Linked DNA regions of Oryctolagus cuniculus: region 2 is linked to region 1. The links are chromatin contacts, called in public Micro-C maps. All regions are on one chromosome and are shown on one strand. Each heading gives the region's core, a stretch centred on a gene start, on an enhancer-like site or on the middle of the called end of the contact. The rest is flanking DNA. Distances are from core to core; before and after follow the strand shown.

The links. A called contact is a pair of places that touch in the nucleus more often than the background predicts.
Region 2: a contact with region 1 is called in a Micro-C map of ear pinna, with 4 times the contacts expected there. The contact joins the promoter of WDR1 here to the promoter of TMEM128 in region 1. A contact is called at or near these places in 2 of 6 Hi-C or Micro-C datasets (ear pinna and an unstated tissue).

Annotation. Positions count from the first base shown.
Region 1 is chr2:4,861,416-4,867,930 of mOryCun1.1, forward strand. TMEM128 (transmembrane protein 128) reads left to right here and starts at 1,888. Exons shown (of 5, transcript XM_002709352.5): 1 at 1,888-2,126; 2 at 3,732-3,873. The coding sequence starts at 2,030.
Region 2 is chr2:5,162,933-5,169,500 of mOryCun1.1, forward strand. It overlaps WDR1 (WD repeat domain 1), which reads right to left and starts at 2,046. Exons shown (of 15, transcript XM_070069578.1): 1 at 1,889-2,046; 2 at 1,359-1,480. The coding sequence starts at 1,904.

The DNA of each region.
Region 1 (6,515 bases), core at 638-3,137:
GAAAATGTCTGCACTGGTAGCAATCTGATCTCTATCTATAATTAAGGTGCCACAGTACACACATTGAAGAACTCACTGAATGGACCCCAACAAAGAAGATGTGGTCATTAAATACTGGATTTTTTCCAATCTGCTTTTAAGTAGCATCAATAAGGTATGCAAGTAGTGCCATTTAAAATATCAGGGGGAAAAAGCTGGACGGATTTCAGCTCCAAATACAAAGGCCCCGAAACCACCGAAGGGGGAACTCGATCTGACCTCAACATACCGCGCACGGAAACCCCGGGGTGGCTGGGGGGCTCCCGGGAATATCTGGTTACGAGGGAGCCCCGGCACTGACCTTTTCTCGAGGAGAAAGATCAACAAGACTGTTCGATGGGACGAAGTCACTTCCTGTTAACAAGGCTTCTAACCCCGTACAAGAGAAAGAAGAAAAAGGGGCCAAGACCTCGGCTGGCTTTGAAGAGATGAAGCCCAGTTTAGGAGTTTGCAAAGAAAAAGAGCAGGAAAAAAAAGGAGGGATTGTTTAGAGGCCGCAGTCTGCCGGGCTGTGAGTCTCTCTGCTCCCAAGGGTACAGGAAGGTTGAAGGAATTGCAGAAATGGGCCGCTAAGAACTTGACTTTTTTTTTTTTTTTTTTTTTTTTGACAGGCAGAGTGGACAGTGAGAGAGAGAGAGACAGAGAGAAAGGTCTTCCTTTGCTGTTGGTTCACCCTCCAATGGCCGCCGCACCGCACTGATCCGATGGCAGGAGCCAGGTGCTTCTCCTGGTCTCCCATGGGGTGCAGGGCCCAAGCACCTGGGCCATCCTCCACTGCACTCCGGGCCACAGCAGAGAGCTGGCCTGGAAGAGGGGCAACCGGGACAGAATCCGGCGCCCCGACCGGGACTAGAACCCGGTGTGCCGGCGCCTAGTGAGCTGCGGCGCCGGCTGACATTCTTCTTAAATATTTTTTATTACATTCCTTTTACAAACACCCACAACACCCAGGAGATATGGAAGAGCAGCCTACTAGCTAATCCGAAGTTCACGTCCGCCGTGGCTTTTCGGACTACCCTACCAGCCCTGTGTTCCATCTCCTTCAAGCGCTCCCCTTGCTCCTGCCCGCACCCCGCAGAACAGACTTCACTGAGCGCTGCCATAGCCCCAGGCGCACCCTACTGAGGCCACCTCCTCGGCCAGCGCCACCCACCACCATCACCGCTGCACCGCCCGCAGCTGCCCGTGCTGCCCGGAACTCGGGGCCGGGGGAAGGACGCCCCGTGCACTGCGCCGTCCTGCAGGTCGGCGCTGCAGCCGCAGCTCACGGGCAGTCTATCCTCACCGCCTAGCATTCCCAGCGCACAGTGGGCGCTGAGCAACACGGCTCGCCAGGGGACAGCGGGAGAGCCATCGGGATGACCGTTTGACAGAAAGCCGGGAACCGGCGGACACGGCTTCTGAGCGCTGGGCGGCCGGGAAAGCACCTTAGTGCCCACGGTCCGGAGGGGACACGTTCCCCCAGGCGGGACAAGGAGCTCTCCCACGAACCACCTGAGCGCAGGCAGGTCCAGCCTAGCGGGCCTGAGAGCAAAAGGCCCAGAGAGGGTCATTCCTGTCCCCCACGGGGTCAGAGGCCCGGTTCGGGGCCCCCTCTCCCTCCTGGGGCTGCCTTCAGCCCTTTCCAGTCCGGCTGGGCGACTCCCCAGAGGCAGGAGTAGGAAAGAGGCCGGGGCGAACGTCCGTGCCTGCTCCAACACCGGGAGGCCTGGGCAGACTCGGGAGCCGGGCTGCCCCGCGCGCGCCCACGGGCGTCGGCCATCTTGGTTCCTCTGGGCTTCCGTAGGTCGGAAACGCATCAGCGCCCTAAGGACCCGGGAAGGCTAGCAGTACCCAAAACTTCAAATCACGCGTGGGATACGAGCCTCGCACCCACTAACGCCACCCCGCCGCCTCCCCACGGCGACCACCGCTTACCCCGCCCCCGACGCCGGCGCCGGAAGTGCTGTGCGCCGACGTCACTTCCGTCGCGTTTCTGGGCGGCGCCAAGATGGACGCTCCGTGGGCCCGGGAGCAGCTCCGGCGGCGGTACCTGCTGTCGTCGGACTCCGCGGTCCCGCGGGACGGCGAGGGCGACGCCAGGCCGGGTGAGGCGCGCTCCGAGCCGCGCCGAGGTTCCCCCGGAAGCGGCCGGCTCCACGGGCCTCCCGGAGGGGCCGGGTTTCATTTCTCGGCTACAAAGTAGTTTTTGCAAGTCGGGTATTTAATGTCACGAACGGGAGGCTCACGCAGCCTTGCACTTCTTAGTCCCGCTTCAGCATTTCTGGGAGCGCCTGTGAGGAGATAGCCGTTAAAAGTCTTTTTTTAAGAAAAATTCGGAGTGAAGGTGTCCACCCCAGCATCTCTTAGTAGCAAACGACTGGGGACACCCGATTTGCCGTCGGTGCGAAACTGGTGAAATGAGACCGCCCCTGTCCGTCCGGGGCACGCGGGCAGGCGTCCGTGTGCCGGCTGTGGCCGATTTCCTCAGGGAGATGCAGAGTTGCGTGTGCTGCGTTCACCGGGAGGCCACGGGATGTGCTAGAACGCAGTACAAGTGACAGTGGAGGTTGCCCCGGGCTGGCTGGGGAATTGGGGTGAAGGTCGGGGCATTTCGTTTTAGATCTTTTGGCCCGTACGTTGTGAGCTGGGTCCACGGCAGCTTTGGTTTCTGCATTCTGGGTGTGTCCCCAGGGTCTCTGTTAAGATCAGTTTGCGTTTGCGGGCATCTGATGGGTCTGCTAAAGGCCCAGGCCCTGCGATGGGCACCTGCGGTTCTTCCTCGCAGTGAAAAAGGGCAGCTTGTTAATCGCCATCTGACCCGGCCCAGCCCCCCAGTCTTGCCGAGGAAGTCCCAGGTGGAAGAAGGGACTTGTTGGCACCTGTCTGGACCGCCCTGCGCCGGCCTGAGAGATGTGGCGTGCCTTTCCCATGTTTGAGCTGACTCAAGAGATTACGTGTGTTTAAAAATAATTTAGAGGCCGCCACCGCGGCTCACTAGGCTAATCCTCCGCCTTGCGGCGCCAGCACACCGGGTTCTAGTCCCAGTCGGGGCGCCGGATTCTGTCCCGGTTGCCCCTCTTCCAGGCCAGCTCTCTGCTGTGGCCCGGGAGTGCAGTGGAGGATGGCCCAGGTGCTTGGGCCCTGCACCCCATGGGAGACCAGGAGAAGCACCTGGCTCCTGGCTCCTGCCATCGGATCAGCGCGGTGCGCCGGCCGCAGCGCGCCGGCCGCGGCGGCCATTGGAGGGTGAACCAACGGCAAAAGGAAGACCTTTCTCTGTGTCTCTCTCTCTCACTGTCCACTCTGCCTGTAAAAAAAAAAAAAAAATAATAATAATTTAGATGTGACAAGTCCATTTTGTGCTCTGATGTTTATCTCTGCTTTTTTTTTTTTTCTTAAGACTCATGACTTCTTAACTTTCACTCAGGTGAAACCTAGTTTGAAGAGCTGTACACTGTGAATAGCATCGTTATTTCCAAAAGACTGACAATGTGGACGTTACCTGCATTGAACATGTTTTATGCAGCCTCCTATTGGTTTGTTCTGCATCTATATTTTTTCTGCATTATGCGATGGCATAATGATTTTACAGAGCGATTTGGTGCTGTAAAGGGAGAGACTCTGCTGTTTAGAAAGAGCAGGGAAATTGACTTAAAGTAGGTGTGATCTCCCCGGAAGTTCTGGGAACTTAGTTGGGATTTTATTTGCAGGCGCTTCCACAGCTGCCGAGAAGAAGGAGAAACCCCTCCCGAGACTGAACCTCCATTCCGGGTTCTGGATTTTGGCCTCCATTGCTGTGACCTACTATGTTGATTTCTTTAAAACCCTGAGAGAGAACTTTCACACTAGCAGGTAAGAAAACTTGGACGCCCTCGTCTTACTTCTCGCGTTCCATTTTTTCAGGTGGGTTTTTCAGAAATTAAGAAAACACCTCCTGTGTGCCGGGCACCGTGCTGGTGCTGGGGGCAGAGATGAGTGAGCAGTGTTGGTTAAAGGGCACACGTTTTAAAGATTTATTTTATTTATTTGAAAGAGTTACAGAGAGAGGTAGAGACAGAGAGGTCTTCCATCCGCTGGTTCACTCTGCAGATGGCTGCAACAGCCGGAGCTGTGCCAATCTGAAACCAGGAGCTTCTTCTGGGTCTCCCACAAGGGTGCAGGGGCCCCAGGACTGGGGCCATCTTCTTCTGCTGTCCCAGGCCATAGCAGAGAGCGGGATCAGAAGAGGAGCAACCGGGACTAGAACCGGTGCCCGTATAGGATGCTGGCACTTCAGGCCAGGGCTTTAACCCACTGTGCCACAGCGCCGGCCCCTAACTGTATTGTTAACAGTAAGGTACTGTGTACTTGAACTTTGCCAGGAGAGTGTTCTCGTGAGTCCTCCGCCCACACATCCCGTACACAAGCCACAGCGGGAGCTCTGGGAAGTGACGGATGCGTGCGTGCACATATCACATCATCACATCATCACATCATCCCCTCACATAGAGGCAGTGAAACAAGGCCGAGCTGAGGGCGTGTGCCATGGGCGCGCACAGCAGTGGCGAGAACTGGAAGTTGTGTCAGTGTCTTTTCAGTACAGATGTGTTGTGGGGGGGGGGGGGTGCTGGTGAGTGTAAGGGTGTAACGCACTGGGGGAAATGGCGAGAGAAAGTCTGACGGTCTCTTGACGACCAAGTGCAGGACAGCTGGGAGGAGGGGCCGAGAGCCGGCTGGTGAGGACAGCTCCCAGGGTTTGTTTCGGAGAGCAGGTGAACGGGCAGGGTTCCAGGAGGGTGGGCCTGGTGTTGGTAATCCCTGGTTCATGAGGACCCAGCGCCCTGTAATGTGACCCCAGGAGCTGAGTGGAGGAGAAGGTTGTGAACCATGTGCCGGGCCCCTCGCTGAACCCCGGAGAACGGTGTGGGGGCCCCGAGACAGGGCAGAGCGGGCTTGGGGAGGGCTACTTTGCTGAGGGCTGGGAGTCGTCATCTGGAAGTACCAGGGGCCCTGGAGAGATGCAGACAGACCGGGGGCTTTGGGTCATGGTGGGCACACGCTTGTCCTCCAGGCGACTTCGGGGGTGGGGGGTGGGGGCTGGAGGAGCGGAGGGAGCAAGCAGTCAGGGCTAGGCACCGGCGAGCTCTCAGAGCTGTGGCGGGGAGATGGCCTGTTCCTCTCGTGCCGAACTCCGCCCGCATGCCGCCGGCTTCCTGCTCTCCCACCTCTCTCTCCTTCCCTGGGAGGTGGTGGACCTCGCTGGTAGGGTTCGAGGTGAAGAACTCGAGAGCTCAGCATGACCGCCCGTAGGAGGCGCAGATTGCAGCCTGCGTTTCCGTGCAGCCTCGGCAGGAGAGGCCTCTGGGTTTCCCTGTGCCTGGAGCCCAGGGGGTGAGCCTATCTCTCTCTGGGTTTCCCTGTGTCTGGAGCCCAGGGGGTGAGCCTGTCTCTCTCTGGGTTTCCCTGCGCCTGGAGCCCAGGGGGTGAGCCTGTCTCTCTCTGGGTTTCCCTGTGCCTGGAGCCCAGGGGGTGAGCTTGTCTCTCTCTGGGTTTCCCTGTGCCTGGAGCCCAGGGGGTGAGCTTGTCTCTCTCTGGGTTTCCCTGCGCCTAGAGCCCAGGGGGTGAGCCTGTCTCTCTCTGGGTTTCCCTATGTCTGGAGCCCAGGGGGTGAGCCTGTCTCTCTCTGGGTTTCCCTATGTCTGGAGCCCAGGGGGTGAGCCTGTCTCTCTCTGGGTTTCCCTATGTCTGGAGCCCAGGGGGTGAGCCTGTCTCTCTGGGTTTCCCTATGTCTGGAGCCCAGGGGGTGAGCCTGTCTCTCTGGGTTTCCCTATGTCTGGAGCCCAGGGGTGAGCCTGTCTCTCTCTGGGTTTCCCTATGTCTGGAGCCCAGGGGGTGAGCCTGTCTCTCTCTGGGTTTCCCTATGTCTGGAGCCCAGGGGTGAACCTGTGTCTCTCTGGGTTTCGGTATCAGGAGGCCTCCGTCTCTCTCCCCAGTAATGTCTTCCCACAGCTCCAGCAGTGGTACGGGCCTTTGAGCGTCGTCAGCCCGATTCCTCCATCTCTCTCTCTCGGCTTAGAACTCGGGCTGGGAAACAGGGAGTGGGCACTCTAACCACCGCTGGCCGCAGCTGCCCCTTCATTCACCAGATGGTCACGTGAGCCCGAGACTGCGTGGCTGTGGATCCAGGGATGAATGAGCCCTCTGCCGGCTTGTCCTGGCCTGCAGCAGACAAGCTAAGAGGCCTTGTGCTGCAGGCCGCGGAAGCTTAGCGCTGCCTTGCCAGGTTTTGTCCGGGCAGCTTTAAGAATGCCCTGTTGAGAATGCGCACTTGAGCAGAAGAGGGTCTCTCAGGACCCCCCAGGAGAACGGAGATACTTGTCTGTAGGTGAGCTCGGTGGAGTCATGACCACTGCCGCTGAGGGTCCGCTGGGCTGGCAGGCACCTCGTGGGATTCTCGGAGCGGCTCTGAGAGTTAAGTACGGTCAGTATCTCTGGGCACGTCGGCTTAGGTGATC
Region 2 (6,568 bases), core at 796-3,295, 300 kb after region 1:
CCCCCGCCATCGGCCTCCTTCCCGGGCTGGGCCCACGCTGCTGACTTGGCCCCAGACTCCCAGCACTACCTTGCGGGACGTCTACCTGGGAGTGGCCGCAGACTGCGATGACATGGGTAGGCCTTGTCAGAGACGAAACCACATCCTGCGACTTTGGAACGCTTGGAATGCTTCCGTATCTTCACTAATCTGCTAAGTGACTACCTCCCAGGGCCATCGCATTATTACTTTCTCAGCATCTCAAGACCTCACTCCAGAGACTTCCCTATCGTCCCGGTTCAGTCCTTGGTGATGACTCCCCAGCTGTAAGGCCGGCTGGATCGGCTTTCCAGGAATCTGCCCGGCCAGCAAGTTGTTAGCACCTGCAGAGCACTCACACCCACCCCTCACCCAAGGTGCCCAGCACCCTGGGCGGCGCTGTCTTCCAGCAGGGGGATGGGCAGGCCAGCAGTGCCTCTGACCACGCAGGGGCCCTGCACCTCCAGGCAAGGAACAGGGAGGTGCACAGAGCCCTTCATTCCTGCCATCACCTGTGAGCTCCCAGAGGCCCAGCATGTCTGACCGGAGCCGGCGACCCTGTGGGCCCAACAGGCTGCCCACTTCTGCACCAACCCCACACCCGGCAGAAACCCCTGGAATGGCCGTGCTGCGCCGCCTGCATCCACCCCTCAGGCCCAGGAAGGGAGAGGCAAGGCTGGAGTGTGCGATGCCCTTAGTGGGGGAAGTGGGAAAACAGACTGGGTCGTTCAGAGCATCGCACAGGAAAAACACACACTCGCAGGGCTTCCCGAGGAGCTGGCTCTGGAAGCAGTGGTAGCCTGGGGGCGGGTGCCCGCAGAGAATGATTCACCGGGATAAACCGGTTCCTGTGTTCCCTCTGGGGCTCCGATCCACAGTGTCTGACCAGGCTGGAGTCAGCACTGGGCGTCAGCCTGGGCTCGGCCACACTGGGGAGACCCCGGGCGGCAGCGGCATTTACCAAGCGCTCGGCGGCCTGTGCCAGGCGCCGCGAGGGCCCGGGCAGGCCGGCGGCTCCTTCAGTCGCCGGGGGGAAGTGGGGATCGTCGCCTCATCACCTCCCTCCACGGCCGGCCCCAGAGGCCCAGGCCACAGCCAGCAGCAGCTGCCGGGTCTGTCCGACCCCTCCCCCCAAACCCGGAACCCCTGCCTCAGTTTCCCCACTGCGATTGAGAACTTAAACCCAATTCCGGGGCTCCTGAGCGCGGCTCCAGGGCCGAGGGGCGTGGCGTCCGCACCTCCCCAGGGCGCGGGGTGCGCGGGGAGGGAGACCCCATTCCGGAGGGAGCCCGGCGCTGGGGGCGGGCGCCGGTGGGGGTGGGGGTGGGGAGGGCACTCACGTCGATGTTCCTCAGGATGACGCACTTGCCGTTGGTGTACAGAAAATTCTCGCCCTTAGGGTCGCCCCCGAGGATTTTGGAGACGCCCCTCTCCACCTGCGGGAGGCTGGCGAACACTTTCTCTGCGGAGACAAACGCGGCTCGTTAGCGGCCGCCCCCTGCTCGGAGGCTCGCAGCGGGCAGCGGGCAGCGGGCAGCGGACCGGTCTCGGCCGGTCACCTGTTGCCGCCTCCGGGAGGGGCGGCCGCCACTTCCTCCGGGCGCAGGGGCCGGCGCCACTTCCTGGTCCGCGCTCCCGGCCCAAGCCCTCGGGGGGCTCGCCGGCCCGACCCGCTGGGCCAACTCTGGGGCGACCCCGGCCGGGGTCGGGGGGCGGCCGCCGGGCACCCCGAGGGCGGGCGGGCGGGGCGCGCCGCCGGCCTCTGCGCCCGCAGCCCTGGGCGCCCACCGCGCCGCCGCCCCGGGGCCGAGAGCCGGGCCGCCGCTGGCGGCCGCCAGGGGTGGGGGCCCCGGCGCCCCGCGCCACTTACTGATCTCGTACGGCATCCTCGCCCACTTGTTACCGCGCCGCGCTAGCCGAGAGCCTCCGGCGCCGGCCCGCGTCGCCAAGCACACCTCGCCGAGGCCGAGCCCGGGGACAGCGGCCGGAAGGCGGCGCTGGGCGTGCCGGGCGCGGAGGGGGCGGTCCCAGGCCGGGGCTCCGAGGCCGGCTGGCTCCTGCCCTCGCGCGCGGCCGCCGCGGACGCTCCGAACCCGGAAGCGCGGCCCCGCGCGCGCGGCTCGCCCCCAGCTTTGACCATATATAGTCAAGCGCTCGGCTCGGCGGCCGCCGCTCCAGAGCGCCTGCGCGGACGCCGCGCCCCGCCCCCGGCCCCGCCCGGCCCGCCCCGGAAGTGACGTAGCGCACTCGCTCCGCGGCCCCGTGAAAAGGCGGTGCCGGCGGCCCTGGCGTCAGAATGGCCTTGGGAGCGGGAGTGGGAGGCTGGCGGCGGAGGGCTGGGTCGGGCGGGCTGCGTGGGCCTGTGCTGCTGAGCTGCTGTGGGGTGGCCGAGCCCGCCGGGGCCGCCTAGGCTCCTTGGCGCCGGTGTTGGCGTAGCGGGTGGATGTGCTCGGCTGAGCCCCGGTTCGGGTTCTAGGCCAGAGGGTGCTTTTTTTTCACGACCGTGACTGAGGAGGGAAGCAGTAGCCTTAGGGGTGTTCACTGAAGACGCTTAGGTGAAGGGGGTGTAGGCTCCGAGGCAGCCAGGGATGTTTTCCTCGTGGAGGGAGCGGGCGGGAGGAGTGGGCGCTCTGGGCCTCAGTTTGGCGGTAGGCTGGGTGCGGGCTTTTCTCGGTGTGGGTGCAGGGGACAGCAGGCGGGTAAGGCACCCGGAGCTGCTCAGACGTCCCCAAACCCAGCCTCGGGTCACCCTGGGTTTGCTCTGCTCTGTCGGACCGGGAAGTCTCGTGCCACCTTGGAAGCGTGTCGAGACTCGCCATGTTCACCACAGTCCTTAACCACAGAGCTGGGTGGCGCTCGCCTGAGATCGCGGGGGTTTGCTGTCAGCTTCCCGGCTGGGGCTGCCTGCCCTCCCGCTCTGGTCTGTTTTCCAAAAAACGAGCCGGTGAGCCTCGTAAACTGGGCCTGCTCCCCTAAAGCCTGTGCCCTGGGCTTGCTAGGGAAAAGCTGTTCTGCCTGTCCCTGGGTTCCTCTGCCTCGCAGGCGTGCCCAGGTGTGCGCCTGCCCCGAAGCCTGGCGTGCTGGTTCTTTGCCTGGACCTAGATTCGCTGGGATGTACCCAGCTGACTAAAGCTCCTTCAGAGATACTTCAGTGCTCAAGCTACTTGGAGTGTTGCCTCCTCTTCACCTTAGTTTAAGTCTTCAGAGGTAGACGACTCCTATCTGCTGAGCCATTCCCAAAGTGTCCCCAAAAGACGGGGCTAGGCCAAAGCTGGGGGCTAGGGACCTAGTCGAGGTCTCCCACACAGGCAGCGGGAGTTACCTGGGCTGTGGCCTCTGCCTCCTAGGATCAGCATCAGCAAAAAGGTGGAGTTAGGAACCGAGCATTGAAAGCAGGTGCTGATACGTGTTGCAGGTGCCTTAGCTAATGTAAGTGCCCAATCTCAGCCTTAGACGGCGGCCTTCCCGCCCCCGCAGACGCTGGTTTGCCCTCTTCCCCTTGGATGCCTTGACATGTGTAGGTGCTTAAGTGAATGAGCCCACTCCTTGCCTACAACCCTTGATCAAGAAACGGTGAACGTGAACACCTTGTGAGCTGAAGGACCCAAGTTAAGTCTCCCACAAAGGATGAGATTCCTGCAGCAGAAACGAGACAAGCCCCCGTTTGCAGACCACTTAGCTGCACCGACCACCTTAGACTGGTGTACAAGTGCTACAGCTCCATCTACGGTTGTTATATGGTAGTGGTAGGAGGCTGACACACCAGCTCGTGCTCTGCGAGCCGGGGACCTTTGCGTGTGAAGCCTTGTTGGAGGTGACACTGTTGAAAGCGAGACAAAGCGAATGTGGGCAAACTGTTCGCAAATCCCTGGCAGGAGGCTGGGATTCATGGCTTATTTTTAGCTCAGGAGGAAATTATAAGTTAGAAGCTAAGAAAAACGTGGATGGGGAGTGCTGGAGTAACTGCTTAACAAAGTGATGTAGGTGTCTAGAGGCAGTGTGAACTCGTCAGGCAGTTCTCCAGGTCTGGAATGGAGGGTGCCTGGGGTATCTAGTGCCTCGCTGTGGGCGCCCTGTTGGCCCGGGTCTCGGCTGCAGCGGCTCTGCAGCCCCTGGCTGGTGCCAGCTGTGAATCCAGCCTACTCCTTAGGTTCTGTGGTCCCCACCACACCTGTAAGGTGCTCACTGATTGCGGAGCCGCATATATAGCCGCATACGTAGCACAAAGCCTGATGGATCACAGCTGCCCGTATGGGCCCCACTTCTGCAACGGTTATGTGCTTCCTGGTATCTGCTGATGTCTGAGAGGCGTATGCTCGGGTCAAACCACAGACCAAACGCACCCACCTCCCCCTCGATCCACTGCAGACTGCTCCAGGGTGTCTTCAGAAACCACAGCAAACCTACTCAATCCCACCTGAAATCCTGTCACTCTAAATGCCTGTGTCACGTACAGCACCTGCCTTGAGCGGGGCAACTCCTGGCTTCCCTACGTGTTTGCAGAACTCCACTGCAGCCAGTGAGCAACCTTGAAGCCTTGACACTAGGGCTCTCTGCTTAATCCCGAGTGGTCCTGCCCCCTTGACCACACGTGCCTTGGGGCTGCTGCACCTGCAGTTCCCAGCCCATCTGTGACCCCCTGACTTAAGGCCAATTCCTCCGACTAGACCTTTCAGGCAGGTACCTGTTCCACACTCATGACTGAGTGCTGGATCAACTTCTATTTCTCCCACTGCGCATGGGAGAACAGCGCGCGTTTGTTTCCTAACCCTTACTACTAGGACCCACCAGCTCTGAATAACTTAGCTCCCATGTGAGGGAGTGAGCAACATAAGCATCCCCTGAGCTTGGATTTAATTCCAGAGCATAAACTAGTATTAGAACACCTGATGCGCCTGTTAGGTTAACTTCAGGTGAACTAGCTCAACTACGAGTTCTATAACCCTTGATTGGCCTCAGGTGATACAGGGGCCCCTTACATAGCTTACCCCTGGAAGAGATGGGCTGCGGATCAGTTCTGCCAAAGCCAGCCGGACTGTGACGGCCTGCCTCACCAAGTCCTGGGAGCAGCCCCTCCCCCCACATGGCTGCCAGTGAGCTTTCCTAGTGGTCTTGACCTGCTAAGGAGTGGCTGCCGGTGTCCGTGGGTCAAAGGTGTGAGGTCTTTGGCTGTGCTCTGATCTACAGTGTTCTCGGCAGTCTAGGTTGGTTCAAGGGTCTGTTTGATTAACTGAGGAGGAGTGGTGGTGAATTTGGTGCAAAACTAGCTACAGGGCACCCACCTGTTGGAATCTGGGGGAGGGCCTGGGGCTGTCCTAGAAGGGAGGACCCTTGCAGAGCTGGGCCGTCATTCCAGAAGCCCTAGGGCCTCTGTCACCCATGCCTGTGACTGACAAGATGCCTTGCCTGTGTGAGCCTCTACAGAAGGTTCGAGTCCTGAACTCGGGATTACAAATCCTAAGATGAGAAATAAGTGAATTCCTACCCCATGCGAGTTTGGGCTTACCTGAAATTACCGTTTGTAACTGAGCAGCCTGTCAGGGAAGTAGGTTTTTGGCAAACGGGCGGATTCCTCACCTGTAGCCAGTACTACACTGACTTTCAAATATCTGCAAATCGTGGAAACCTGTGCCTGAACTCGCCGTTTGAGGCTGTCTTGCAGAGCTGGTAAACAGTATCACCTGGCCCTGGATTAGCTGTAACAGTTGAGGGAAATGTATCCCACTTGCTAGTTGTACTCCTGTTCAAACAATCTCTTCCTAATCAACCTGGTAATCTGATCTTTCTAGCTGTTGGTAGTGGCTAGCCAGCTCTGTCTAGGAGGCTTGGGGGCCAGACCTAAGCCTGTGTCCTACACTGCTTCCTTCAACCTCTCCCATCTCCTGGGGGCAGGGGGCTGCCCCTCTAGGACGACTACTGTTCCCCTGCACCTCGTGAACAGAACTCCCTGCTTCCACTGTTGTCTGAGACTACCATGAAGCGTAGACCTGAGGCTGAATGACAGGAGCTAGACCTCTGGTCTGTATCTCCAGGGGCCTTCTCCGGAATGGCAGCCTCTCCCCTCAAACTGAGCTGCACTTCCTCTGAGCAAGGTCTGGGTTTTGTGCTGTGCTCTGGCCCTTGGAAGAGGACTAGAAGCCGTGACTTGTTAAAGTTCCAAAGCCAGTAGATGCTGCAGCTAGCATAAGCTTGGCTGTGCCGTCTTCAGAGCTCAGTTTCCTCAACACAAGGCTGTAACCTGGGACTGTTATTTGCAAGTGTTAGGCCCCTAAATGGGCAGCTATTACTCCAGTTAAGGGGTAGAGGCCAGTGGCTTCTCTAGCCAAGTTCTGTAGGCATCGGTCACTCTCCAGTTAAACGCTCTATCCCTTCTGGGCAGGTGGAGACTTCTAGTCCTACACCAGAGATCAAACCTTTGGCCGCCGGTTCAGGTGTGGTCAGTTGTCTGCTTGGTGGCTAACCCTGTTTCTTGCCCTTAGTGCAAGGGCTTTACTGCATGGTTCTGCTATATGAGGCTTAGCTGAGGTTTGTGCCAGTGTCTGGGCGATGA